7 separate regions of the Mus musculus genome follow, and regions 2, 3, 4, 5, 6 and 7 are each linked to region 1. The links are chromatin contacts, called in public Hi-C and HiChIP or PLAC-seq maps. All regions are on one chromosome and are shown on one strand. The core of a region is the stretch at or near the end of the contact, and the rest is flanking DNA. Distances in the headings are between cores, read along the strand shown.

Evidence for each region. A called contact is a pair of places that touch in the nucleus more often than the background predicts. HiChIP or PLAC-seq counts read pairs in DNA pulled down with a chosen protein or histone mark.
Region 2: a Hi-C map of bone marrow-derived macrophages shows a contact between it and region 1, with 31 read pairs. The contact joins two enhancer-like sites. A contact is called at or near these places in 12 of 39 promoter capture datasets (the 3T3-L1 cell line, the C10 cell line, cranial neural crest and 8 more), 5 of 15 datasets of contacts at CTCF or cohesin (the NIH/3T3 cell line, embryonic stem cells, large pre-B cells and 1 more), 5 of 484 Hi-C or Micro-C datasets (the N1E-115 cell line, bone marrow-derived macrophages, cardiomyocytes and 2 more), 2 of 115 datasets of contacts at active chromatin or transcription factors (the NIH/3T3 cell line and embryonic basal ganglia) and 3 of 9 other capture datasets (adipose tissue, embryonic stem cells and macrophages).
Region 3: a contact with region 1 is called in a Hi-C map of bone marrow-derived macrophages, with 31 read pairs. The contact joins two enhancer-like sites. A contact is called at or near these places in 1 of 39 promoter capture datasets (hippocampal neurons), 1 of 15 datasets of contacts at CTCF or cohesin (large pre-B cells), 17 of 484 Hi-C or Micro-C datasets (the C10 cell line, the G1E-ER4 cell line, LSK cells and 12 more), 18 of 115 datasets of contacts at active chromatin or transcription factors (bone marrow-derived macrophages, cardiomyocytes, craniofacial prominence and 11 more) and 1 of 9 other capture datasets (embryonic stem cells).
Region 4: a contact with region 1 is called in an H3K27ac HiChIP or PLAC-seq map of microglia, with 6 times the contacts expected there. The contact joins two enhancer-like sites. A contact is called at or near these places in 2 of 15 datasets of contacts at CTCF or cohesin (the NIH/3T3 cell line and large pre-B cells), 2 of 484 Hi-C or Micro-C datasets (the N1E-115 cell line and cardiomyocytes), 4 of 115 datasets of contacts at active chromatin or transcription factors (bone marrow-derived macrophages, embryonic basal ganglia, embryonic stem cells and 1 more) and 1 of 9 other capture datasets (embryonic stem cells).
Region 5: a contact with region 1 is called in a Hi-C map of bone marrow-derived macrophages, with 38 read pairs. The contact joins two enhancer-like sites. A contact is called at or near these places in 5 of 15 datasets of contacts at CTCF or cohesin (the NIH/3T3 cell line, embryonic stem cells, large pre-B cells and 1 more), 24 of 484 Hi-C or Micro-C datasets (the C2C12 cell line, the N1E-115 cell line, bone marrow-derived macrophages and 13 more), 10 of 115 datasets of contacts at active chromatin or transcription factors (cardiomyocytes, double positive thymocytes, embryonic basal ganglia and 3 more) and 1 of 9 other capture datasets (embryonic stem cells).
Region 6: a contact with region 1 is called in an H3K27ac HiChIP or PLAC-seq map of microglia, with 6 times the contacts expected there. The contact joins two enhancer-like sites. A contact is called at or near these places in 2 of 15 datasets of contacts at CTCF or cohesin (both in the NIH/3T3 cell line), 2 of 484 Hi-C or Micro-C datasets (the N1E-115 cell line and cardiomyocytes), 3 of 115 datasets of contacts at active chromatin or transcription factors (the NIH/3T3 cell line, embryonic basal ganglia and microglia) and 1 of 9 other capture datasets (embryonic stem cells).
Region 7: a contact with region 1 is called in a Hi-C map of bone marrow-derived macrophages, with 22 read pairs. The contact joins the promoter of Map10 here to the enhancer-like site in region 1. A contact is called at or near these places in 12 of 39 promoter capture datasets (the C10 cell line, the HPC-7 cell line, cranial neural crest and 6 more), 3 of 15 datasets of contacts at CTCF or cohesin (the NIH/3T3 cell line, large pre-B cells and stem cell-derived epiblast-like cells), 3 of 484 Hi-C or Micro-C datasets (bone marrow-derived macrophages, cardiomyocytes and embryonic stem cells), 12 of 115 datasets of contacts at active chromatin or transcription factors (bone marrow-derived macrophages, cardiomyocytes, craniofacial prominence and 5 more) and 2 of 9 other capture datasets (embryonic stem cells and macrophages).

What each region holds. Positions count from the first base shown.
Region 1 is chr8:125,182,951-125,186,215 of GRCm38.p6, forward strand. All of the region lies in intron 9 of Disc1 (disrupted in schizophrenia 1), which reads left to right. Among named protein-coding and RNA genes, the nearest start is that of Disc1, 130 kb to the left of the region's middle. Within about 2 kb of position 1,646, at least 30 of the 459 cell types and tissues checked have an H3K27ac peak or open chromatin away from gene starts, as enhancers often do. A contact at or near this core is called in the N1E-115 cell line, adipose tissue, bone marrow-derived macrophages and 2 more, where this site is marked.
Region 2 is chr8:125,487,205-125,490,282 of GRCm38.p6, forward strand. The region is part of intron 3 of Sipa1l2 (signal-induced proliferation-associated 1 like 2); the gene reads right to left. Among named protein-coding and RNA genes, the nearest start is that of 4930566D17Rik, 34 kb to the right of the region's middle. Within about 2 kb of position 1,802, at least 10 of the 459 cell types and tissues checked have an H3K27ac peak or open chromatin away from gene starts, as enhancers often do. A contact at or near this core is called in the N1E-115 cell line, adipose tissue and bone marrow-derived macrophages, where this site is marked.
Region 3 is chr8:125,541,557-125,544,929 of GRCm38.p6, forward strand. The region is part of intron 1 of Sipa1l2 (signal-induced proliferation-associated 1 like 2); the gene reads right to left. Among named protein-coding and RNA genes, the nearest start is that of Gm51602, 13 kb to the right of the region's middle. Within about 2 kb of position 1,810, at least 32 of the 459 cell types and tissues checked have an H3K27ac peak or open chromatin away from gene starts, as enhancers often do. A contact at or near this core is called in bone marrow-derived macrophages, cerebral cortex and microglia, where this site is marked.
Region 4 is chr8:125,598,828-125,602,038 of GRCm38.p6, forward strand. All of the region lies in intron 2 of 4930567H12Rik (RIKEN cDNA 4930567H12 gene), which reads left to right. Among named protein-coding and RNA genes, the nearest start is that of 4930567H12Rik, 16 kb to the left of the region's middle. Within about 2 kb of position 1,409, at least 33 of the 459 cell types and tissues checked have an H3K27ac peak or open chromatin away from gene starts, as enhancers often do. A contact at or near this core is called in bone marrow-derived macrophages and microglia, where this site is marked.
Region 5 is chr8:125,460,306-125,463,669 of GRCm38.p6, forward strand. All of the region lies in intron 10 of Sipa1l2 (signal-induced proliferation-associated 1 like 2), which reads right to left. Among named protein-coding and RNA genes, the nearest start is that of 4930566D17Rik, 60 kb to the right of the region's middle. Within about 2 kb of position 1,391, at least 97 of the 459 cell types and tissues checked have an H3K27ac peak or open chromatin away from gene starts, as enhancers often do. A contact at or near this core is called in the N1E-115 cell line and bone marrow-derived macrophages, where this site is marked.
Region 6 is chr8:125,618,044-125,621,184 of GRCm38.p6, forward strand. No RefSeq gene overlaps it. Among named protein-coding and RNA genes, the nearest start is that of 4930567H12Rik, 35 kb to the left of the region's middle. Within about 2 kb of position 1,653, at least 149 of the 459 cell types and tissues checked have an H3K27ac peak or open chromatin away from gene starts, as enhancers often do. A contact at or near this core is called in the N1E-115 cell line and microglia, where this site is marked.
Region 7 is chr8:125,668,376-125,671,736 of GRCm38.p6, forward strand. Map10 (microtubule-associated protein 10) reads left to right here and starts at 1,443. Exons shown (of 1, transcript NM_028908.3): 1 at 1,443-3,361. The coding sequence starts at 1,495.

The DNA of each region.
Region 1 (3,265 bases), core at 396-2,895:
GCTTCCTGATCCGGATACTGAGAACAGAACTCATGTCTTCTGCAAGAGCAGTAGGTGCTCTTCTCTGCTGGGCTGGCTCTCCAGCCCGGAGGGAATGCCTGAGTAACATTCTGTGTATGTGCCCAGTAAGCTTTCCCAGAACTGAGTCTGTGTGACACTCCTTGTCTGCCTCTGAAGCATATTTACTACTCTCAGTCTTCATGTCTGGAAAGACCCCTGAGCACCCTGAGCATACAGGCCAGTTACCGTCTCCACACTGGCTTGTGTCTCTATCACCGTGTAAGGGAAGCTGACAGAGCGAAAAGATCCCAGAGACTCACACAGAAGGGGGTCGATCAAGTCTTTGTCCGGTTATAACTTCCTTTTGAGGCAGGGTCTTTCTCCGTAGTCTTGACTGTCCTAGAGCTTGTTACGTAGGTCAGGCTGGACTCAAACTCACAGAGATTCCCTGCCTCCTGAGTGCTGGGATCAAAGGTGTACACCACCACTGCCCAGACCAAGAATCTTTAGTCCAGTGAGCACTGGGATGTCTTAAAAGAGTAATACTACTAAGGATGATGAATCTTTCAAGAGAAAGTTATCTTTTCACCTAATATATACTTGTGTTGGCATAGCAGTACACAGCTTGGCATGCCTGCCTAGCCCTGCAGGCCACACACACTGAATTTCTGCTTCCTCCTCACAGCTCTGCGTTCCTCAGGCACCTCCCCTTGTGATCCAGTCTCTCTTTTACAAACAGTGCACAGAACCTCTACGGGTGAGGGGCAGCTCTGGGCCAGTGGTCCCTTTGTCCCGAAGTTATATACAGGATCTTCTCAAGATGTGGGCCACTGGAGGGAGATGCCATCTTAGAGGATGGGAAGTCTGACCTGGCTGCTGGCTTCTCAGCCAGATCTTAGAAGAAGAGGCAGGAAGAAGGATGGTAGGAAACTACAAAGAAAAAAAAAAGGGAAGAAAACACAACTCTACCCGAGCTACCGTGCTCTGCACGGACTGGACTCCCCTTGTAACCCGGGTGAAGGATTGTAACTAAGTTGTGATTAAAACCAGGAGTGAGAAGGGTTGTAAATAAGTTGTAATTAGAGCCAGGAGTGAACTCTCAGGAAGGGATCAGGAGCAGCGCCACCCGGACTATGGCCACAAGAGGGCGCTGTGGTGAAGCTCACCAGCCGAGGCTCTCGCTGCTGCTGGGAGCCAGTCACAGAGAAACTCCAAGAGAGGGGCATTCTGGGAGCTCGTCTGTCACCTTGAGAGACTCAATCTTTCTCTTGTAAAACACAGAATAAAGTAACAGATACATCAGCACAGCTGCATGCCTTTTGAGCATCCTCTCCATCCTGGCTCTTGGCTCTGAGCGGTTGTGCCGGGTCCTGTACCCTCTGCGCACCTGCCTTGAGACATCTATCTTCTTAACAGGCTTGATGACAAGGGATATTTTATTTAAACCCTCTTTCAGAACCTTACATTGCTTTTCCACTTGTCTAGTTGGTCGTCAATTGACCTGTCCTTGTGGCAGGAAGTGAAGATTTAAAGAAAGATTGACGAAGATGCCTTTGCGGCTCCTGTTCGGCACAGACTTGGGTCGATGCCTTTGAGGTTCCCTGTACAGAGGACTCTGTACAGTGAGTGGTTGGAGCTGCGTTTAAAAGGTAATAATAGAGGCATGAGCCAGGCACCAAGGAGAAGCTCAAAGCTCCCGTGCCAGCCGCGGGGAACCCCAAACTGATTGCTTTAATTAATTAGGCTGCTGGCAGAGCTGTGGGGCAGGAGGAATTCATCTCCAAGCCTGGTAAAAGGCTGAGGACGCTGGGTCTCAGGCACTCAGCCCTGCAGTTCATGGTTGTTGTTGTTGTTGTGTGACCCACTGGCTGGCTGTTTTCCTCTCCTACAGTGCTGTTAGATTTTCTTAGAAAGTAAGTTACTTATTTGACCTGTGTGTGTGTGTGGGGGGGGGTGTATATATGTAGGGGTTCATGTGACATGGCACATGCATGTGAGCCATCCTGCTGGCCCTAGGAACAAAGATTTTTAAGCCCTCCCAGAGGATGATCATTTCTATTGAAGTAGGAATCCAGGTGAGGCAGCAATGAGAATAGGGGTGTGGCTTAATGTGGGTGTGGCTTAGTGTAGGGGTGTGACCTAATGTGGGTGTGGCTTAGTAAAGACTTGTCTTTGTGGCCATTAACCCTCACATTGCCAACATGGCTTAGACTGTCTTTGGAAGGGGAACAGGAGACTTCAGAATCCACTGTCACAGTCTGTCACTGGGCTTCAGGGAGGGTTCTCCCAGGCCCACCGAGTTCTAAGATCCCTGTATAGGTGGCTGTGATTAAGATGGGACAGACTCAAACTCAAGATGCCACACATCACACATCGTGGGGAGTAGAGCGTTTTGAAGGCAGCCATGTGCCACTGGCTGAGCTCCAGGATGGGCAGAGAAGTGAGTTCCTAAACTCCAGACCCTCTGCCACCCCCTCTACATGGGGCTCCTTCCCTCCTCATAGATCCTTCCACTGCCGGCACCAACGATGACCCCTTTCTATCTTAGTTATATGGTATGTTTCTGTGTGTGTGTGTGTGTGCATGTGTATTTTAGTGTGTGTTCATGTGTGTTTCAGTGTGTGTGTGTGTGTGTGAAGGTGTAGTGTATATATGTATGTGTGTATGTGTGCATGTCTGTCAGTGTGTATGTGAAGATATGTGTATGTGTGTGTGTGGTGTGTGTGTAGTGGTGTGGTATCTGGGGTCATGGGGATGGCAAGCAATGCTCAAATGTTTTAGGTCACCCAATGGCATCTATTCAATAGACACCTTTGCCTGCCACCCTGGTAACCCAAGACCATAGGTTCCATAGCTATCTGGCCCCTAAGCATTCCTGAGCAGATACCAGGGACCCCCTGGTTGTTTTAGATCATGTATCAGGTAACTGTGTGGATAGCAACTGAGCCTTCGCTCACTGAGAGACTCATGAAGTAGCCATTGGCCCAGGCATGGGGGTGTCTTTGTCTAGCAGGTGTTATTGATCTGTTAGCCCATGGGTGAGCTCAGGAAGGCTATGAACATTGCCCAACATATTTGTAGATGTCAGTGTTGTATTGCAACTTGGAAAGTCGGGTGCTCTTAGTAGAAGGATCAGTACCCATCTCTCAGAAAGACGCTGTCATGTTTACTTTTGTACTTGACCCCTCAGTGCATTGAATTATACAGGTATTTTACCTCCTTCAGCATTGACTTTCATTATTGTTAAACACACACACCACACACA
Region 2 (3,078 bases), core at 552-3,051, 300 kb after region 1:
TTTAGTCACCGACTCTATAAAATGGGAAGAAAAGGCAGGGACATGAAACTCAAAGGAAAGTCATGGCTGACTCAGCAGAGAGTTCAGGGAATTCATAAGACACGCCCCTCCCCTAGCCCCCAGGCTAGCATCAGTGACACGGGGGGGGTGAGTGTGTGTGGAGCCAGGTGGCAGCTTCACCAGACATACACCCATACTTCTGCTTCTCTCCTCATCTCTTAACCATCAAAACAAAGTGCTGCCTTTAATTCTGTGTCTGGGTGTGGCAGAGGTAATGGCCTCTTTCAGGAGAGAAGACCACACACACACACACACACACACACACACACACACACACACACGAAATGCACAACACCCATGTGGTGAGACAGGCACTACTCTAAGTCCTTTGCAGGGTGTCCCTGAATCCTTAGCTCATCTTGAAGACAGCATTGGGTGGGCTAGGAATCACTAATGTTCTCCATCTGGCCCTTTCACAGCCCTGGGTTATTAAGCACGGACTTCCACAGACGGGCACTTCAGCCTTGGCAAAGGGGTAGTTCCTGAGTTCCCAGACACTAAATAGGAACGTGGTGTTGAGGTGGGGTGGATAGTGCAGGATTTCTGTTTATTAGACTGGCTGCTGAACTTAGGATCTTGCGCATGGGAGGCAAGCGTTGCACAAACACCTCCAGCTCCAACCCAGTGTGAAACTCTCTGACTGCAGCATCCTTCATTCTCAGTGCTGCAGAGGAAGGCAAGCACTGGAGAGAAGGGAGCTGGGTGGGGGCTTGTGGGAGATGATGAAGACGTGAACCCAGATAATATGAGGCTCCCCTGGAGCAGCTTAGTTTGGGCAGTGCCACTGCCACCACGAGGGAGCCTCATGCCACTCTCTTGCCCCCTGCTTCTTCCAAGTTGCCTCCACCGCTGAAGAAAGTCAAATGTGTCCTGTCAGATGCCATTTTATATAGGAAGGAGATGGGGAAGGAGAAAGGAAAGGGGAAACTGAAAGACGGAAGAAAAAGTGAGGCAGGGAAGGAGCGAGGGGAGGGGAGCTTGAAGCAAGCACTGTCAACCTGACAAGCTGAAAGACTGACCTGTGGGCACACCTGTGGGGACAGTCTTCATTACAGTAACTGACATAGGAAGAGCCATCTTAATTGTGAGTGGGACCACTCCTGGGCTGGGTAAAATGGAGTGGACATACTGGATACTGGCTCTCACTCATTCCTCTCTGTTTCCTGACTGCTTCAAGCTCCTGCTGTCCAGATTTCCCATTCATGATAGATCCTACTTATCTGTGAGTTAAAATAGACTCTTTCTCCCTAAGGTTGCATTTGTCAGAGTATTTCAACATCGCAGCAGGGAAGAAGCTAAGTGGGCAGAGGGAGAGCATGGAGGAAAGCATGGAGGGAGAGCATGGAGGGAGAGAGAGCATGGAGGGAGGGAGAGCATGGAGGGAGGGAGAGCATGGAGGGAGGGAGAGCATGGAGGGAGGGAGAGCATGGAGGGAGGGAGAGCATGGAGGGAGGGAGAGCATGGAGGGAGGGAGAGCATGGAGGGAGGGAGAGCATGGAGGGAGGGAGAGCAAGGGCTCACAGCTGTTGGCCTCATCCTCTCTGAAACACACCCCTGAGGCTCTGGGGTTAAGCTTGTCTCTACACTTGAATCCTCAGGACTCTAGCCACCAATGTCTGGTCCCTAATGACTCCTGCTCTTAATTATATCTCAAGTAGCCCTGAGGAAGCAGGAGTCTCCTCTACACTGAAGCCTGGCAGCTTTCCTCTGAGGCCACTCCCCCTCAGCTGGGCTTCCCAGGCTTCCTCCCAGTGAGAAACCAGGGCCTTTGGTGCATTTCCTTATTCTGTGGGCTTCACAGGACAGTCTAGAACTCAGATTTCCAGCTACTTCCTAGGTCCTCGGCCTAGCCCCCAGTCAGAAATGAATCCAAGAGTCTTGCACTGCCAGCCAGCACGGCTACATCTCCTTACCATACACTCCAGGGTGTGTACACACAAGCTATTTCTGGGAGCTGATTAACTTATTTCTTTACCAACCTAAATAGTCTGAGAGCATTGCTTCCAAAGCTCTCCAGTGTCTCCATCATCAATCAGAGAGGGCAGAGGTCACTGGAGAGAGGTCTACACAAGTGACAGAAAAGCCAGATTAGAAATCACTTCCTGCAACAGACTCCAAGGCCATTAACAAGTCCAGTGGTGCCATCAGTCAGGGGCAGTAAACTTGGCTCCTCTCATACACACTCTGGAGGTGAGATGGACGCACTTGAGTGGGAGCTGTTAAGCTTTTGCACACTAGGACCTGAGAACCTTTCCTCCTGAAGGCCCAACTCTCCAGCACTCAGCCTGGATGCTAAGCCACTTACAGACTTGATTTCATGTGCCAGCTTCTAGCTATAACAAGTCTTGGGGAGGAAGCATGTTTTGCTGAGGTCATTTTCGAAAGCCAAAAGCAACTAGCTGTCTTCTTCCTTTCCAGAGTTCCTACGTAAGGGAGGGCACGACATGGGGGTGTCAGTCAGAGGTTCTGGGCTTTCCTGTGACAAGGACTGAACTCAAACAGGAGAGCTGGGAACAGGGAAAGGAGCATTCTGGTGACAAAGCCTGTGTCGCACACAGATGGTCAGACAGAGAAAAGTGGAAATAATTTATTCTATACTATATGAAAGATGTCCCGAACAACGGCAGAAGGAAGCCTAACTCTGTACCTGCTCATGTGAGCCACACACATCTGGTCAACTCAGAATTCTTTCAGCAGGGACTTGGGCATATCCAGCCTATGAATTAACGAGGCAAGAGCAGAGAATGGTGGGGAACCCACAGAGTTATCCAGCTACACAGTGCAAGGAGCGACACAGAGGACAACACAGGATGGATGTAACCACAGGACACTTAGTAAGGGGGTAAAGTTTAAATAAAGCTCGATGTCAGAGGGGAGGAAGCATGCCCTTGGTGAGAGCTGTCCAGGTGACGGGTACCGAGGAAGCTGCTCTAAAGCAGAAAGGCCCACGGCAGTGCCTGAAGCCTGGGATGATTTCAACGTCTCCCACAGGCTCATGCTAAACAACGGGTCTGTAGC
Region 3 (3,373 bases), core at 560-3,059, 360 kb after region 1:
AAAGTTAAAGGTGACAGCAGTACACACACACACACAACTGGTATACCTAAGCTTACACCAAATTCTGCTCATGGGAAAGCTGGTTACTGAACTGCTTCTAGAATGGCCACTCATTCATTCCCACAGTGTGCTGACCAGCAACTGAGCTGGCAAGCAGAGCTCTAGCCAGCATGGCTGATCCGATGGGTGCAAACAGAGAAGAGGTGTGACAAGAGCATGCAAGGCTGAGGGTACAGGACGGCCATATCCAGAACCCTCACAGGAAATCAGAGATGGCCAAGTAGAAATGGGGTAGGAAGGGCAAGTACCAGGATAGAGGCCACAGGAGAAGCAACCTGGGGGCAGGAAGGCGAGAAGTAAGGGAGAAGTAGCAGAGGGGCATGGGTCAGGGGCCACCAGTCTTGGTGATGACAAGAGAGAACTGATTTCAGCCTGAAGAGGTGACAAGACGATGTGGAAGTCATGGCAAGCTGGACACTGCTTTGCATGGTCCAGCAGGAGAGGCTAGTGTGGACTGTACAGGGAAAATGGAGCCTTGAACAAAGTCACACAGAATGCTAGCTAACACTATGCCTTGACCTCTGAAAGCATGGGCAACCTCTGTGCCCTCCATGAAACCTTGACCACAGGGTGTCCACAACAGATGGCTCACACTGTCGCTGTGTGTGGCACTCCTTTAAAGCACAGCTTGCAGCCATCTTGGAGACCCCTGGAGTCCTTTAAGGCATGCGTGCTGCATAATAAACACATAAGTGTGATATGAAATCTCAGTCTAGTCCAGTTGCTGTAACAACAACATGAGACAGCCCAGTTGCTGTAACAGTAGCATGAGATAGCCCGTGCTGGAGGCTGGAAGTCTAAGGACAAAGCCAGAGGCAGAGGGTGGGGGTACCCACTTTCTGGGTCATGAAAGATACATGCTGTTTCCAAGGCCTGAGGTAGAAGAGATCTCCTTCATAGGTTACTAATCCCATGCCCAGGACTCACCCCTCATGCCCCACCTTTGTCTAAGGAGCCACCTCCTAAAACCATCATCTCGGGGAGCTAGGAGTTTAACCTGTGAAGGGACAAGTAAACCAGGCAGAGCTGGCCCAGGCCACAGGACAACTCCACTGCAAGTCTGTCTGACCTAGAATTATCCTGAGCACTCCTAAGACCGTCTACAGAACCAGGCTACTGTCTGGCTAGAGACTAGCCACCCCCAAGAAAAGACCTTCCAACGCCATAAAGCGAAGCCTGTCTGTTTAAATTTAACTCTGTACTTGCTTTATTGTGCAATTTCCTTGATGACCCAAAATCCACCAGCTCTGATCACATTTCTTCCCTTAACAAAAAAAAAAAAAAAATTGATTCTGCTCAGAAACAGGACATTAGGAATGTGCTTTAAGCCCTGGGGTGCAGCAGAAGGGGGTTTCAGACTCAGATTATACACTGTGTAAATTAACAGCAGTGGCTGGGGGGGGGGGAGAGGAGCGGTGTCACACATTACAGCTGACAACTTGTTAGCAAGCTGACTGTTCCACTAGAATGGCTACAGTCTCACAGCAGATTCTGTAGCTGCACCCCCACTCCCACCCTGTCTCCGAGCCTGTGCTGTTATGGGCTCAGTCGGACCAACCACGGAGCATGATCCACTAGCACCTCCCGTACCTGCACCCCTATGCCCTGCACCTCCCTTACCTGCATCCCTATGCCCTATCAGGCTCACCACCCAGGCAGGAGACCCGAGGCTGCACGGTGCTGACAAGCCCCACCTGTAAGAACTGCGAGCGGAACATTTTTAGCATCTGGGGAAGTTGCACTATGTTCTGTATACCGTCCCAAGTATCTGAGGAAACCCACAGCCTGTGGCGTACAACTCCATGTGCTCATCAGGGGAAGCTGCCTGGTTGGTTCTGCACACAGGGCAGAGTTCCCCAGAACCTGGAGACCATCCTTGTACCCTGTCTCCCCACAGCACTGGCCAGAGCTGTGCCAAATACAGTTCTGCCAGCAGCAGGGCCTGGGTCTTCCACTACCAGGATTTCTGCCAGACATCACAAGCTGGAGGCCCACTGCTGGGCAATCCTGCCCTGTTCTGCAAAGGTGCATGCCCAAGAACATTCAACGAGCCACCAGCCAAGCACTTATCTTCCTATGCTAGATAAGAAACCCTTCCCCTGGAGCCCGCTTCAGACTTATCAGATGCTAAACTGCAGGGCAGTACCTCAGTGAGCAGAAAAACAAAAAACTGCTGGGTCTGCTCGCACATATGCAGAGCTCTCCAGACGCTGGGCACAAACCTGTGCCCTGGGAAGGAGAAGTAACACAGTCACATGGACAGCACGGACAGTTACCGTAAGGTAATCAGCAACAGTCGTCTCTTTGCATTCTTGTGCTATATTAAGCAGAATTTGAAAACAATTATAGGATCAACTTTTATAGTTACCTTCCCTAAGAGAGTAGGAAAGTAATATGCCTGGTTTTGTGGGGTTCTGTTTTGAGACAGGATCTCAAAATGTAGCCCTGGTCAGCTGCAATGTTCTATGCAGACCAGGCTAGCCTCAAATTCAGATACACATGCTTCCACCTCTCAAGTTAGAGGATTAAAGGTGTGCATTACCACGTCCTGTACCAAGCCTAATTTTTTTTAAATTTTATTTATTTATTTATTTATTTATTTATTTATTGTTTTTTCAAGGCACGGTTTCTCTGTATAGCCCTGGCTGTCCTGGAACTCACTTTGTAGACCAGGCTGGCCTCGAACTCAGAAATCCGCCTGCCTCTGCCTCCCGAGTGCTGGGATTAAAGGCGTGCGTCCACACCCACACCCTCTTTATAGGACTCCAGTGTCAATCAAAGTACAAGTACACCAAGGTCCACCCTGGGGCGCTAGTGAGTTTATGGATGACATATGGAACAGGGGGTGACCCCAAAGCAATCACAGCACAGGCGCAGGGTGGGAGGGTTGGAGATGGTAAGCTCAGAGACTAACACTCTAAAAACATTCACTTGGCTTGTTTCAGGTAGGAGGATCTCCTGAAGGCAAAATCACCACCCTACCCCCCACCTCCACCCCTGCACATACGTGCACAGTCTCACACGCACAGTCACACACACACACACACACACACACACACAGAGCGATAGAAGAGGGAGCTTCCAGTGCTCTGGGATTCAGGACCTATGATACTGGGGTGACCGACTGAAACAGCTGTCAGAAACTGACATTTGTATTTCTTGTCTATGACTACGTATTTGCATAATTTCATGAGAGATAATATCCTAAGTTAGAGAGCAGACATCTACAGCGTGGCCCTGACACCTCCGAGGGAGAAGGAGGACAGAGAAACCTGCCTTAGAACTAACTGTTCTCCCCACTGAGCCACCAACC
Region 4 (3,211 bases), core at 159-2,658, 420 kb after region 1:
GCTGTAGATTTTGTCAAATTGACAACCAAACCATCATATTAGATAACTAAGCTATAATAAGTACATAAACGATAAACAGTGAACAAGGTAGTTCAGACTGTATGGAAAGGAAACAATGAGCTGCACCACGGAGGAGGAAGAATCAACTGAATGATTCCCACTGGAGTTCTAGTTCAAACAAACCCGGCTCCTGGAGAAGCCCGGAGTTTGTGTGTTCAGCTCTGAGTTGCAGGAGACAAGGCTACTGAAAGAAAAATCTATTTCTATGTTAAGTCTTTGAAGAGATTGTCTCAAGTTTCTGAGTTGTTCTTTGAAGTAAAGAAGTAATTAGTTGGAAAGAAGTTAATTTGCACATGTAAAGATTTATCAAAATGCCAGAGCGGGTGTCCCAGTGGGCAGCTGAAGGGCTCCCAAAGGGCTGTGTAGGGCAAGGGTGCCTTTCCTTACAAGGCACACATTCCCACCCATGTTCATCCTCCCCCTCAGGCCCATGGAAAGAACATCCAACGCAAGAAGTGCTTTAGTTCCCATCTGAAAGTCTCTCTCCACAAAAGTACAGCACATTCCCCAGGATGGCTCTTCAGTCACACCAGCTCTCTTCTCTCCATTTGGATATATGTTCTCCATTTCTCTCTTGACTGAGTGCTGACACAGCACCAGCATTGCTGTATAAACAAGTGTCCACAACTGGTCCTCCATGGATACGTCCAAGAAGCACTTGGACACCCCACTCTAGACAGCCGTCCCTCCAGGAGCCATGTGGCATCGATGTTTAGCTTCTGTCTTTTTAAATGACTCTCACCTGAGTGACGGACTGACTTCCAGGAAACCTGGCACCATTTATAAATGACTAGCACACTGGTGTACGCCAGCACACACCCAGTCGGGAGCTGCGCTGCCCAAGGGGCTTACCAGCACATATCCAATCAGGAGCTGCGCTGCCCAAGGGGCTTACCAGCACATATCCAATCAGGAGCTGCGCTGCCCAAAGGGCTTACCAGCACTCATCCAATCAGGAGTTTCGCTGCCTGCTGGGCTTATCATCTGGGTTCTATTTGCTGTCACTCGGAAACTTTCCCTTTCCACTCTCATGTCCATCTCTCTCTTTTTCTATTATTTTCATCCACGTCTTTACTTTCTACTACTGGCCGCTCCCCGATGCCTGTGAGCCATATCACTTGCATCTTATCCCTGTGACAAAATATTATGACCCAGGTAAGGAAGAGCTCATGTTGGCTTAGGGTTCCAGCGGGAGAGCCCATGATATTGGGTTGGGGGATTAGATGGCGACAGGAAGCTACGTCAAGAAGCCAGGCGATCGTGCTGTTAACCACACACACAGAGCAGAGAGAGTGAGCTGAAGTTACAAACTCTCACAGCCTGGCCCCAGTGACACACTTCCTCCAGCCAGGCTCTGCTTCCTAAAGGTCCACAACTTCCCCCAAATAGTGTCACATGATGTCCATAGTCAGAAAGCAGAGAGAGCTGAGAGCTCAGGTCGCTTTCTTGTTTTATTCCGTTTTGGATGCTGACCCACGGATGGTACAACTGTATTTTAGGATAGGTCATCCCACCTCAGCTGCCTAATCTAGATAATCCCTCACAGACATGCATGGAGATTTGTTTCCATGGTGACCCTAAATCCTGTCAAGACAATCAATATTAACCACACGCCCAACTGATTAAAATCCACAGAGCCTGCCAGCCCTCTCCTGAGACATAAGTACTACAAAGTATGGTTTGGACAGTAGCCGACAAGATCACAGCCATTCAACCTTACCACAGAACCCCATGAGGGGCCCCCAATTTCCTTGGTATCGTCTGGTGACCATGAAGGGATCCGCTAGAGTTTCTAATACATACTTGGTGGTCTGAGCAGGGAAGTTACAGAAAGGTCTCTGAAGACAACTGTGGCCATAACTTACGGCTTTAGCAGCAGCCAATCCATACCCAGGGTGAGGCCCAGACAAGATCCAGGTGGCATTGCTCGCTTGCTGTTTCTAGTTATCATTGCTTGGTGGGACCTTGAAAGGGAGAGGCGCAGAGGGGACTCCAACACCAGCTCCCTTGCCACATGATAAGATCAATTCATTTCCTAAGACAGGCTAAGGAGAGGGGGGTTATAAGGCATCTAAAGCATGGTCACTTTGACCCAGATCTTGAAGGAAATGTCTGGGTGTTTGTCTGTACTTCATCTAGGAGCCCGTGGCGGGTGGAGTGGGGGGCTGACAGAGGAAATACAGGAATAGAGTTGAGGAGAAAAAGGAAGTTGTGAAGGCAGGGAGGGAGAAAAGAAGGCAGGCAGACTGACCGCTCAGACTTGCTGCTTCTGAACAGGTTTGCTTTCCTACTGAATGTCATGTTGTCACACTGGGTCTCCTAGAACTAACTAAAACTTCTCCGGTGAGTAGCCAGCCAGCGGGGACTGTTGGTGGACGCACAGGTGGAGACTATCAGTTCAGTCACAGTTCCAGAGCTAGGCACGTTCCAATTCAATTCCAATAACTTTTTCCTTAGAGAATGATCCTTCATTGAGACCATTACAGGGTTTTAAAACAAGCGCTAGTTGTCATCTTGTTGAACAGCCCTTATAGACTTCGGATAACATCCTGGCGAGGCAAGTATTGTTTTGATTTTCAAGCTGTAGAAAGGGCAAGGCAACTCTACCCTGATGGAAATCGCAGCTAGTTTCTGCTGCCCCAGGTGTCACAGCCTCAGTCACAGAACTGACCGAGCACTCCAGGACAACGGCGGCTCATCCGACTCTGATGTTGGAAGTAACTAAATTAAGCCCCTGAAAGTGAGACATACAACTCAAGACACAGAAAAGGAGCCTGGCTCATAGCTCGATTCATTTTTATTTTAAATGTTGTATTGTGAGTGTTTGTGTGTGTGGGCACGTGGAGATCAGGGGTTGATGTAGGGTGCCTTCCTCTGAACTCTGCTCGACACCTGGTTTTTTGAGACAGGGTCTCTCACTGAACCAAGAGTTAACCAATTGGCTAGTCTGGCAGATCAACAAGTCATGGGATCCTATTCTGCTCTGCCTCCCCAGGCCTGGGATTGCAGGCACATAGTTCTACTGACACTCAAAAATAAAACAAAACAAAATACCTCTGTGTGTCTCCACATATGTGAGTGAGAGTCCAAACCTACTCCATCTGGGGACCGGCCTCCATCTTAAAGAAAAGGAAAAAAAGCATGAGAAGTT
Region 5 (3,364 bases), core at 141-2,640, 280 kb after region 1:
TTTGTGTGTGTAAATGTGGGTGGGTGGATGCATGTGGGCCACGGTGCCCATATGAAAGTCACAGGACAACCCTGGGTGTCTATTCTCACGGTCCACCTTGAAACGGGGGTCGCTGATGCACAGCAGACTGGCAGGCCCTGAACTTCTGGGGCTTCCTAGCTCTGCCTCCCGTCTTGCCAGAGGAACGCTGGGCTTCCAACCTCCCAGGGCTGCTCTCCTGTGGGCCTAGGGATCTAAACTCAGGTCTGCATACTTCCTGGCAAGCCCTGCACCTACTTAGTAATCTCAGTCAGAAAGACCTTAATCAGGCAGCCCAGGGAGTGGCAGCACTTCCGGCCCAGTAGCCAGAATGAGCCCATTCCTCAGCTCATTTCCATTTGAAGAGTCATCCCCGGTGCTCCGGGTCGCTCCCGAGATGGGCTAGAATTTACTCAAGGGTCCTGGCCCAGCAGGAGATTCCTTAATGAGCTTCCCCCACCAACTCCATCAAGAAACCAAAAGTGGCCCTGGTTTCTTTCAACTGGGAGCAGGGTGGAGGCAGGCAGCTGGACTGTCCTTGAGGCTCAGAAATGACTTCAGAGCAGGCGTGGCTTTTGATTCACACAAACACACCAGCTCCACACAAGACTTCAGTCAACTCTGTAGTGAAGGGTGGAACCAGGCAGGCATCACTGACCTGAGGACAGCCAGAAGTGCCCATTAACCTGAAGGCCCCTCAGGCTGCAGGAGGAAGCAGATGGGTTCTCAAATTATTTCTCACTGATATCCTGTAAGAGTATTACTGAGCTAATCTATCTATCTATCAATCAACCTATCTATCTATCTATGAATGAATGAGGCACTTTCTCATTCAGAGAGGCACAGCACTGAGGTAAGATTCCTTATAATTAGCTAGTTTTGCCGTGTCTGTCACCCTCATAGAACTTGCACAGAGGCCCACTACATAGTAAAAAATCACACAGATGTGTGCACATGCACATAACTGCTCATTTAACTCCTTTCCTTCCTGACAGGCTCTAAGAGCCAATTTATGAAAGAAGATGGAGGTAATTTTCCACACCACAAATCAAATGTGATGTCAGAGCCTCAGGCAAATCCTGTATCCTTAACTATAGGACCATGAAACCAATGTAAGCTGCCCTTAAAGAGAGTTTTCAGTTTTATTTAAAAGGTTTATTATTTATTGGTGTGCATGTGCATGCATACGTAAGCTGGGAAAGCAGCTTGGTACTTGCCTAGCATTCCTGAGGCCTCTAGCAACATGCACACAGGAGCATGTGTGAGACACATACATGAACTCCCTCTTTCTAACATAACAGAGTACTACAGGGCCTGACTGTACTGGGGCATGGCTGGGACACCCAGAGCAGCACTTCCTGCATAGCTAAGAGCTGGTGTGACAGGGCTGCAGGCAGAGGACTTCTGACTACAGCACATACCATTCTCAGGGCCCATCCCCATCAGAAGTGAAAGTGAATCAGGAAGAATGAAAACACTAACTTTAAAAAAGCTCAATGGAGAGTCCTGCTTGATGTGTGCTGGGTTGGTTCCTTCCCCAGAGGTGAGAACAGAGAGAGGGCAGCTGAGCAATGTAAGGAGAAGACTGTGTGCTCTGGGAAGGGCATCAACAAAGGCGAAGTCTCTGAATAAATATCCTGGCTATTTTCAATTGCACTTAAAACAAAGAATTAATTATAGGCAGATCCAGGCAGATAAGAAAGCCTCTTTGGAGGAAAAACATGCTCTTGAGGAAAAGACAGCAGCAAAAACATCCACTCTGTAGTTTTGTTTATTTGTTTTAGCTGAAAAACAATTCAATATTCCTTAGGAAATTCTATTCTTTGAAATCATGTGCTCAAAATACCAGGCATAATGAGAATGTTACTATTTTTATTATCTAACGTTCTTAAAAGCTTCTAGAGTTTCTTACAGAGCAACAGCAGACCAAACCTATATCAGGTCTGGAAACGTTTTCACTCATCTCTGCAGTTGTCTTGTCTCCAGGAGAAACTGAAGACCTGACCCTTGCTGACAGAGGAGGCACACATCTGTATTCCCACCACAGATGCCCTTAAAAGTTGCTGTCAAAGACGTTCACTTACAGGCCACGTCAGCTTCTATTCTAGGAAGGCCGAGAGGAAGCTTAGCTCTTACTCAATTTGACTTTTGTTTTATGAAATAGTTTTTTATCTTCCATTGTGGCTTCTTTATCTTAAGTTTGGCTCATGGGGTCCTGGGACAAGGCGGTAGGGTCTAATGGGCAGAGTCTGGAAATGTGAGGTTATGAGAAACTCCTTGTGAGGGCTTTACAGGAGTCGGACCTTTAACACCAAGAAGGATTTCAGCTCTTTTTAAACCTTTATTTTATAAACCTATTGGCAAATGTAGGAAACATGGCCACTGAAAGACCAGGGGGCTAGGGCTGGAGCTCAAGGGTGGAGTCCACGCCTAGTGTGCACAAGGCCTCTGGTTCTATCCACAGCATCACAAAAACAAACCCACCAGGCTGGGAGCCAGTGCTAAGTAAGTTCAATCTAACAGACTTTACAAACTCTGGCATCTTAACCACCGAGACCAAGATGACACAGAGCGGAGTGGTTTGTTTTCTAAAAGATCCCCATTTAGGGATGAGCTCCCCAAAGGGGCGGCCATTAGAGCCACCTGTGGTTAATTAAGCTGATTTAATTAAAGTGAAAAATTCAGCCATGCTTCAAGTGTGTGGCAGCTGCATGCAGCTTGGGCATGGCACAGATGCGACCAGGCGTGTGCCCCTATGAGGGAGGAGAAAGGAGACCTTTGTGTCCTGAGTCCAGAAGGTAGATACAGCCAATGCACTGTCCTCATAAAAATGTCCCCTTTGATATGACAGGAATTTGTTGGGGAAGAGCAGCGGGGAGGGGCCTGGGAGGGAAAACTGCAGCTGCGATGTAATATATGAGAGAAGAATAAATTAATTAAAAAGTGACAGAAACTTGAGCGAATTTAAAGCAATCGTCTTTCCCCCTCAACTGAAATGTAGAGCAAACACTAATCATGCTGGTAAGTTCTGAGTACTCTGAGGGATCAGGGTCCCTGTGGTGCAGATGTGAAAGGAACTTTAGGACTCCTTCCTTCCCCATGACCACACAGCAGGGCCCTGACCTCAGCCTCCTGCATCCTCCCAGCAGGTAAACTCTGGGGCCTGCCTCATGACTAACCGGATGGAGACAGACACAAGCTGCATGGCCACCAGAGCCCACACACCTGTACTAAAAGAACCACACGAAAGTAAAACGTCAAGGTTTGAAACTCACCTATGACTCTCAGCAGTTCTTGCTGAGGATGCAGAGGTTGGACAGACCTAGTGGTGTCACCTTAAGGCTGA
Region 6 (3,141 bases), core at 403-2,902, 440 kb after region 1:
TTCAAGCTCAGTAAACACTTTACCAAGTCAGCCATCTATCCCTCAGGGCCCAGGAAGGAAGGACTTCCTGAGCTTCCAGTGTCGCCAAGGGTAAGAATGGTTTTTACAAATCCCTTATGGCTATGGATCTTGTAGTTGGTCCTATGACATCAGAAAGCAGAGACCTCAGACATAAACCCTTGAACCTGGGCGAGCTGTATGCATCTAGCCATTCCCTCACTACTTCCCCCCTCAGCTAGGCCTGTGTCCTAAAGACTGCTCAGCCTTTCCAAGCAAGACCATTAACTGGGGAGCAAGTATTCAGATGTACAAGTCTGTGAGGTTTATTTTACATCTGAACCTGTCACAGATTCTCACCCATTGCTTTCCTGCAAATCCCGTTCAGAAGTCATGGATAACGTGCATCGACATTTAGAGGTCCTGGTTCCTCTCTTTACATAGTTTCTCAGTACTTCCTGTCTTAGGGGTTCTATGGCTATTGTAAACCCCACAATCAAAAGCAACTTAGGGAGGAAAGGGCTTATTTGATCTGATAGCTTGTAGTTGAGGGAAGTCAGGGCAGGAACTCAAAGCAGGAGCCTGGGGACAGGAGCTGAGGCAGAAGTCATGGAAGGGTGCTGCTTACTAGCTTGCTCCCTGAGGCATGCTCAGCCTGCTTTCTTAGCGCATCCAGAACCCAGCCCAGGCATGGCACTGCCCACAGTGAGGTGGTCCCTCTCACATCAATCCACCACAGAAAGAGGAAGGATGTGTGTAGGTCACAGTGGCATCCCACACTTTTGAAAGCGCAGGTGGTCCTCTGACTTATTCGGCTGGTTTATTGGTGGTGGTCTCTCCCTTTCCTAACTCCTTCCCACCCCGCCTCCCAACACACACACACACACACACACACACACACACACAGCGTTCTCTCCGTGCTCAGCCAAGATCCCCTGTGCCTCTGAGATCTGGGATGGTCAACGAAAGAGTTAACATCTATTAAACCAGTCGCCTTAGGAAACTGCTCTGTTTACAGAACAAATGAAACCAGAGCCAATAAATGACTTTGTCGTCCTTGTCCTTGCGTTAGTGTGGGAGCAGAAAGAGAGGCTGAGTCAGAGGCAGGACTTGCGCATGCGCGTGGCGAAGCAAGAGGTCCAGGGCCCGTCTCCCCTATTCATACTCCACCGTGTTTGTTTGTTTGTTTACTTATTTTTGAGGCAGCATCTCTCAGTGAACCTGGAGTGCCCTGATTCAGCTAGGCTGCTTGGTTTGCCAGCCTAAGGAGACTCTCTTTACTGTCTCCCTGGTAGGCAGGATCACAGGTTCCCAACAACACTGTACCTGACCTTTTCTGCAATGCTGGGGATCCAAACTCGGGTTCCCATGGTTGCGGACAAGCATTTTACTGATTGAGCTGCCTCCCCTTAATGGAGTTTTGCTCTGTCCTGCTGTGGCGTCCGAGGGTTTGTTGGGTGGAAACATTTCTCTTGCTCTGTTGAAACCTCCCAAATCGTGATTAGGCAGGTCGTCTCCGGTGTTCAGTAACAGACCTAGATCTGTCAGCCGGGCTGCCAGCCCTCATTTGTAAGCTCTCTGGAAGGAGTACACAATTGTACTCATTTTCTGTCCACTCCCGGGCCAGCTAATGGCTGCTCCTGAGTCACAGCGCATGATTCAGCATTACCTCCTCCTGGGTCTGCAGGAGGAGCTGATGTCTCCTTTTGCAAATGCGCCCCTTCTGGCCCCTGCTGAGCTCATAATCCAATGCATTGCATAAGCAGCTGTGTACAGGGAGCCCTCTTCACTTCCTGGACTCACAGAGCCACCCAGAGACTCACCGGAGTGGCAGGGGCTTCCTGTCTTCCCCTTCATAAGGTTCCCACTTAGATTTCAGCCATAGAACTGGCAAAGTCTCACCTTTCCCCGGCATTGCTGCTGCTTGCTCGCTGTGGCCTCTGTGAGGCTGAAGGCCTAGCCTTGGAGGTTGGGGTGCTGGCTGCTGAGGGCCAGTAGGAATGGCAAGTCAGGAAGGAGCACAGGTCATGGTCTCTGGGTTATGAGTACCTGGCAATCCAAAGGATGTTTCTCACAAAACAAAACACAAACAAAACAGAAATAAACAGCTCCTCAGGGTATACACAAGTCTAACCTGGCCACAGCTAAGTTACCAGGACTGTATCTGTCACAGGTAAGGGACTTTGAATAAAAACATGTCCCTAGAGATGGTCCCTTCAGCCCTGGCAACTGTCACTTGTCACGTGGACTACCACACAGTCTATCTAAAACAGGAGACAGAAATAGAAGAAGTAGGGTCAGAAGGCTAAAGCCAGGATCCAGGTCTGTGCCCAGAAGAGGCAGGTAGCAGGAGAAGGGGACACTGAAAGCCCTGTGCCCCTCGTGCTTGCAGCGTCAGAGCACACACAGCACTGAGCCAATGGAGCGCACATCACAATCCAGCAGGCAGCCAGTGATCTGTGACAGAGACTGCCTAGGAGACCAGCACTGACTTCCTGCTTCTCCTTTATGGGAGGATCTGTCTTGTGTCAGACAACTGACATATGCCCTCCAGGGTTAGCGTGTCTGTGATTGTCCATCTGGCCACAGGTTCAGTCCAGACCAGACAGGCTTGTTGGAGGTGCTTTGAACTACAGTACTATGACTCTGGCTTTCCAGGCAGAAGCCCCATTTTCTCTTCCCACAGGAGATAATGCCATAGACCTTGTGGGTGATGACTGCTACCTCGTGAGTGACCTCTGTGAACCTACACATTCTGCCGCTCACTCTGACCCCACCATTTTCTCTCCTGCTCTAGAAATAATGAAGCAAGGATGCTTTGAATGCTCAGCACTTCCCACAACACTGGCCCTTCTGAGAAACCACTTCTTGACCTTCTGCTGTCTCGTCCTCCTGTCAGCCTTCACCATCATCCGTCTCCTTCCCGGGCCTGACAGCTCCTCATTCTTAGGCTTCCGGCCTCCTGCATGTGGCCGTACTTCCTGCTCTCCCAGCATCCCCATCAGTCGTCCAGAGCCTTAAAGGGTCCTCTGGACTTCAGTAGTCTTTAGAAGTGCTACCAAGTTCTCCTCCAGTTTGGAAGCATGCCCGACAGGCAGGATAGTACCGCAGGCTGCCTTCCGATTCACTTTCATTGTATTCATT
Region 7 (3,361 bases), core at 193-2,692, 490 kb after region 1:
TGCAGCTTGAACACTTGTTGCTATGCAACCTAACTGATGAGGTTACCAAGAGGACTAAGACCAACAAGAAGCTGGTAAGAACCCAGCATATTTTGGTGCCTGTGGAGGGTGGAGCATCACAGCTGATAGTTGGTCACCTGCTTCCCTCCTTCCCTTGATGGTGTAACTGAGGGAGCCAGGACTATATGACTGCATATGTGTTTTTCTACTCTATCCTTGTGACTGTGCTACCATCCTGACAGTGAGACAGTGACGTGTGTGTGTGTGTGTGTGTGTGTGTGTGTGTGTGTGTGTGTGTGAGAGAGAGAGAGAGAGAGAGAGAGAGAGAAGCACAAGGGTTGTGTCTGCCTCAGAATCACCCACAACATGAGACCAACACAACGTGTCTTTGTGAGCTCTGACTTAGATCAAATAAATAGGAAGGGAGACTCCTGATCTGCGTCTTATATGAGAGACCAGGGTTGGGAATCTTCGAGACACCCTGGAAGTTGTGGAGCTTCTGAACTTGGATCTGAGATGTAAAATCGTAAAATGGGCTGGTGCTAAATTCCTCTGTGCGTAGCTTGTGCACTACAGATCTCCAGTGGCAGACACTACTTTCACTCACCGCTCCTCCCAGACATATGTACCAATGCCATTTGCCTACTAACTGAACCAATCACTTCTTCCGCTCTCATGGCGGTGGTACTGGAGATTGTATGCAGTGAACAAGCACTCTTCCACTGAGCTGCACCTCCAGCCCTGACCCATCATTTTCAATACCTTAGGATAGTACATGATCCCTCTCCCCCGGCCCCTCATATTATATAGTAAAGACCCGAAGCTAGTGGGTTCCCATCCGTAGGGAATTCTGCATCAACTAACATAACAGAGTCTTTTTGAAGACACACCAGGGTGGTCAGATGTCAGGGTGGGAGGTGAGGGCTCTGGTGGGTGTTAGGGTGCACTGTCCCAATACACTGAGAGTTCCCCTACACCTGGGCGATGCAAGGTGGTCACGATGGAAGCTGAGGTCAAACCTCCTGAGGCTTCAAGAAGCCACAAGTCCGGTGAGGGCAGGATGGCCTACTAGTGGTCATTGTGTGAGAGGACAAAGAGAGGAAGGAGCCGGTGACAGAAGCTACAGCCTCTGACAGATGCACAGCAACCACAAAAAAGGTTGACTTGAGCAGTGGTCAGCAGGCTCTGAGGCCTAAATGGGCAGGGCGGCCCATTTACTTCCGGTACGTGATCCCTAAAGACGTAGGACCTGCGGTGATGAAATATAAAATAGAAATTATATTCATTTATATAAAATTTAGAGAGAGTGCTGCTTGAGCGCGTCTACTCCCTCAGCATCACGCAGCTGCTCCGACAAAACCCCATAGGCAAAAGAACTCCCAAGAGCACTCGGGGCCGGAAGTCAAGTCTCGCGAGGGCGCGGCCGGTCACGTGACCCTCGCTCCCGCTTCCGGTTGGCGGAGCGAGCTGGCGGCGTCGCCCGGGGCAACAGCAATGGCGACCACGGCGGCCGGGCGGCTCTTCTCGCTGGAGCTGCTCGTGGACTGGGTGCGGCTGGAGACCGGGCTGTCGCCGTGCGCCGCGAGCCCGGCTGTGGCGTTTCGCCTGCTGGACTTCCCGCCGCTGCTCGTCTTCCCGCCGGCCGCTCCTGGCCCGGAGCCCCAGCGCGGCGCCATCAGCTTCGGGCGCGGCAAGGCCTGCCTACTGCGCCTGCACCCTGCCGCCCTGCGGCGCCCGCGTCTGCGCGCAGCCCTGCTGCAACTGCCCGTGGGCCCGACTTCTGCGCCCGGCCTGGTGGGAGCTTGCGACATCCTGCTGGTCCCCTCCCTGGGCCAGCGAGGTGTATTCGCCCTGCGCGGGCCAGAGGCCGAGCGTGTTGGGGAGCTGGCGCTCTTCTATCGCCTGACCGAACTGGGACGCTTTTCCCCGGGGGTTCCGCAGCTGCGAGGCCCTCTGAGCCCTGCTTGTATCCTGGACTCCGAAGCCCTGGAGGTGTCAGAGCCAAGAACCGAGGAGACCTCGAAGCCATGCACCAAAGGCATCTCTGCCAGATGTCTACAGTGTGTCTCAAATGCACGCCTTCTGGAGGGCTCAGAGCCATGTGCCAAGGATACCAACAGCTGGTCTGCAGGGGACTCAGACGCCTCAGTTGTCCAGAAGTCCTGGGAAGAAGCGGTCTTACACAGTAAGGCTAGCTCTGGGGACATGGCTTCTGCCCCTTGTTCACCCGCTCCCAGTGGGAAAACTGTCAGTTCTGTCAGTCAGGATGTCACAGAACTGGACTTTGAAACCAACACATTTTGCCCTCCTCCACTGTATTACACTCACCTGACTCAGGAAAAGACTCCTTCAGCCAGGGTTGAAATCACTATTGAGCCTCAGAGAAATGAACCTGAGGATCTAGATGACATTTTTCCCGAAACAAAACTCGTAAGTCCTCCCTTAAGGCCAGTGAAACATACAAGAGCTGCAGTGCAGGAGAGCCCTCCTGTGCTTCCAAATCTTCCTCAGACTCAGGGTCCAGGAGAAGCGAACGAAGCTCCGTGTCCTCCTCAGATTGAACAAAGTCCAGTCAATGCTATAAGACAGCTGCCACTATTGAATGCTTTATTGATTGAGCTGTCCTTGCTGTGCAACCAGCCCGTGGCAAGCCCCACCCAGGTGCATCCCCATTTAGCCTGGTTGTACAGAGGTGAAGACAAGGGGCCAGACCCTTCCACCAAGTCCACATCCCCGTCGGAATCAAAGAGCAACAAGCTTTCTGTGCGAGAAAATGAAAAGTTGGTGAATCCCCAGTCTAAAAAGAACCCTAAAGGAAAACATCCAAAGATCGGTGGCAGCCCCCCACCAAAGGTTACAAAGGGGAGGCTGCTGTATGGCTTAACAAATACACTGAGACTGCGTTTACAGCAGACAAACCCCAACATGCTGGTTGTACATGAAAAGAGAGAACAGTACAGGAGGTCACAGATACAAGCTGTGGGGCCAAAGTTGCGAATCCCCTCCTGGAAAGGGAAGGTGTCAAGCTCAGCAGCAGAAAGCCAGATGTCACCACAGCTGCCCGCAGATACACCAACAGACTCTAATGGGAAACTACCAAGCTTGGCAGTTCAAAGCCAGTTGCCACCACAGCTGCCCGGGGATGAATCTTTAGACTCCATTGGGTCTTTTGAGGAAGGTAGTGATACTTCAATGCAAATCAGGGCAGGCTTTGATGAGTCAAGCACAACTAAAGAAGTGAAACAGAGCCATGCCATGAAACAAGAAATGGTTGACCAGAGTGAAAACAGAACCATTGTCACTGCTCTGAGAGCACCCGTGAGCCCTGCAGGCTCTGTCACCCCAGAAAGATCTCTTCGAT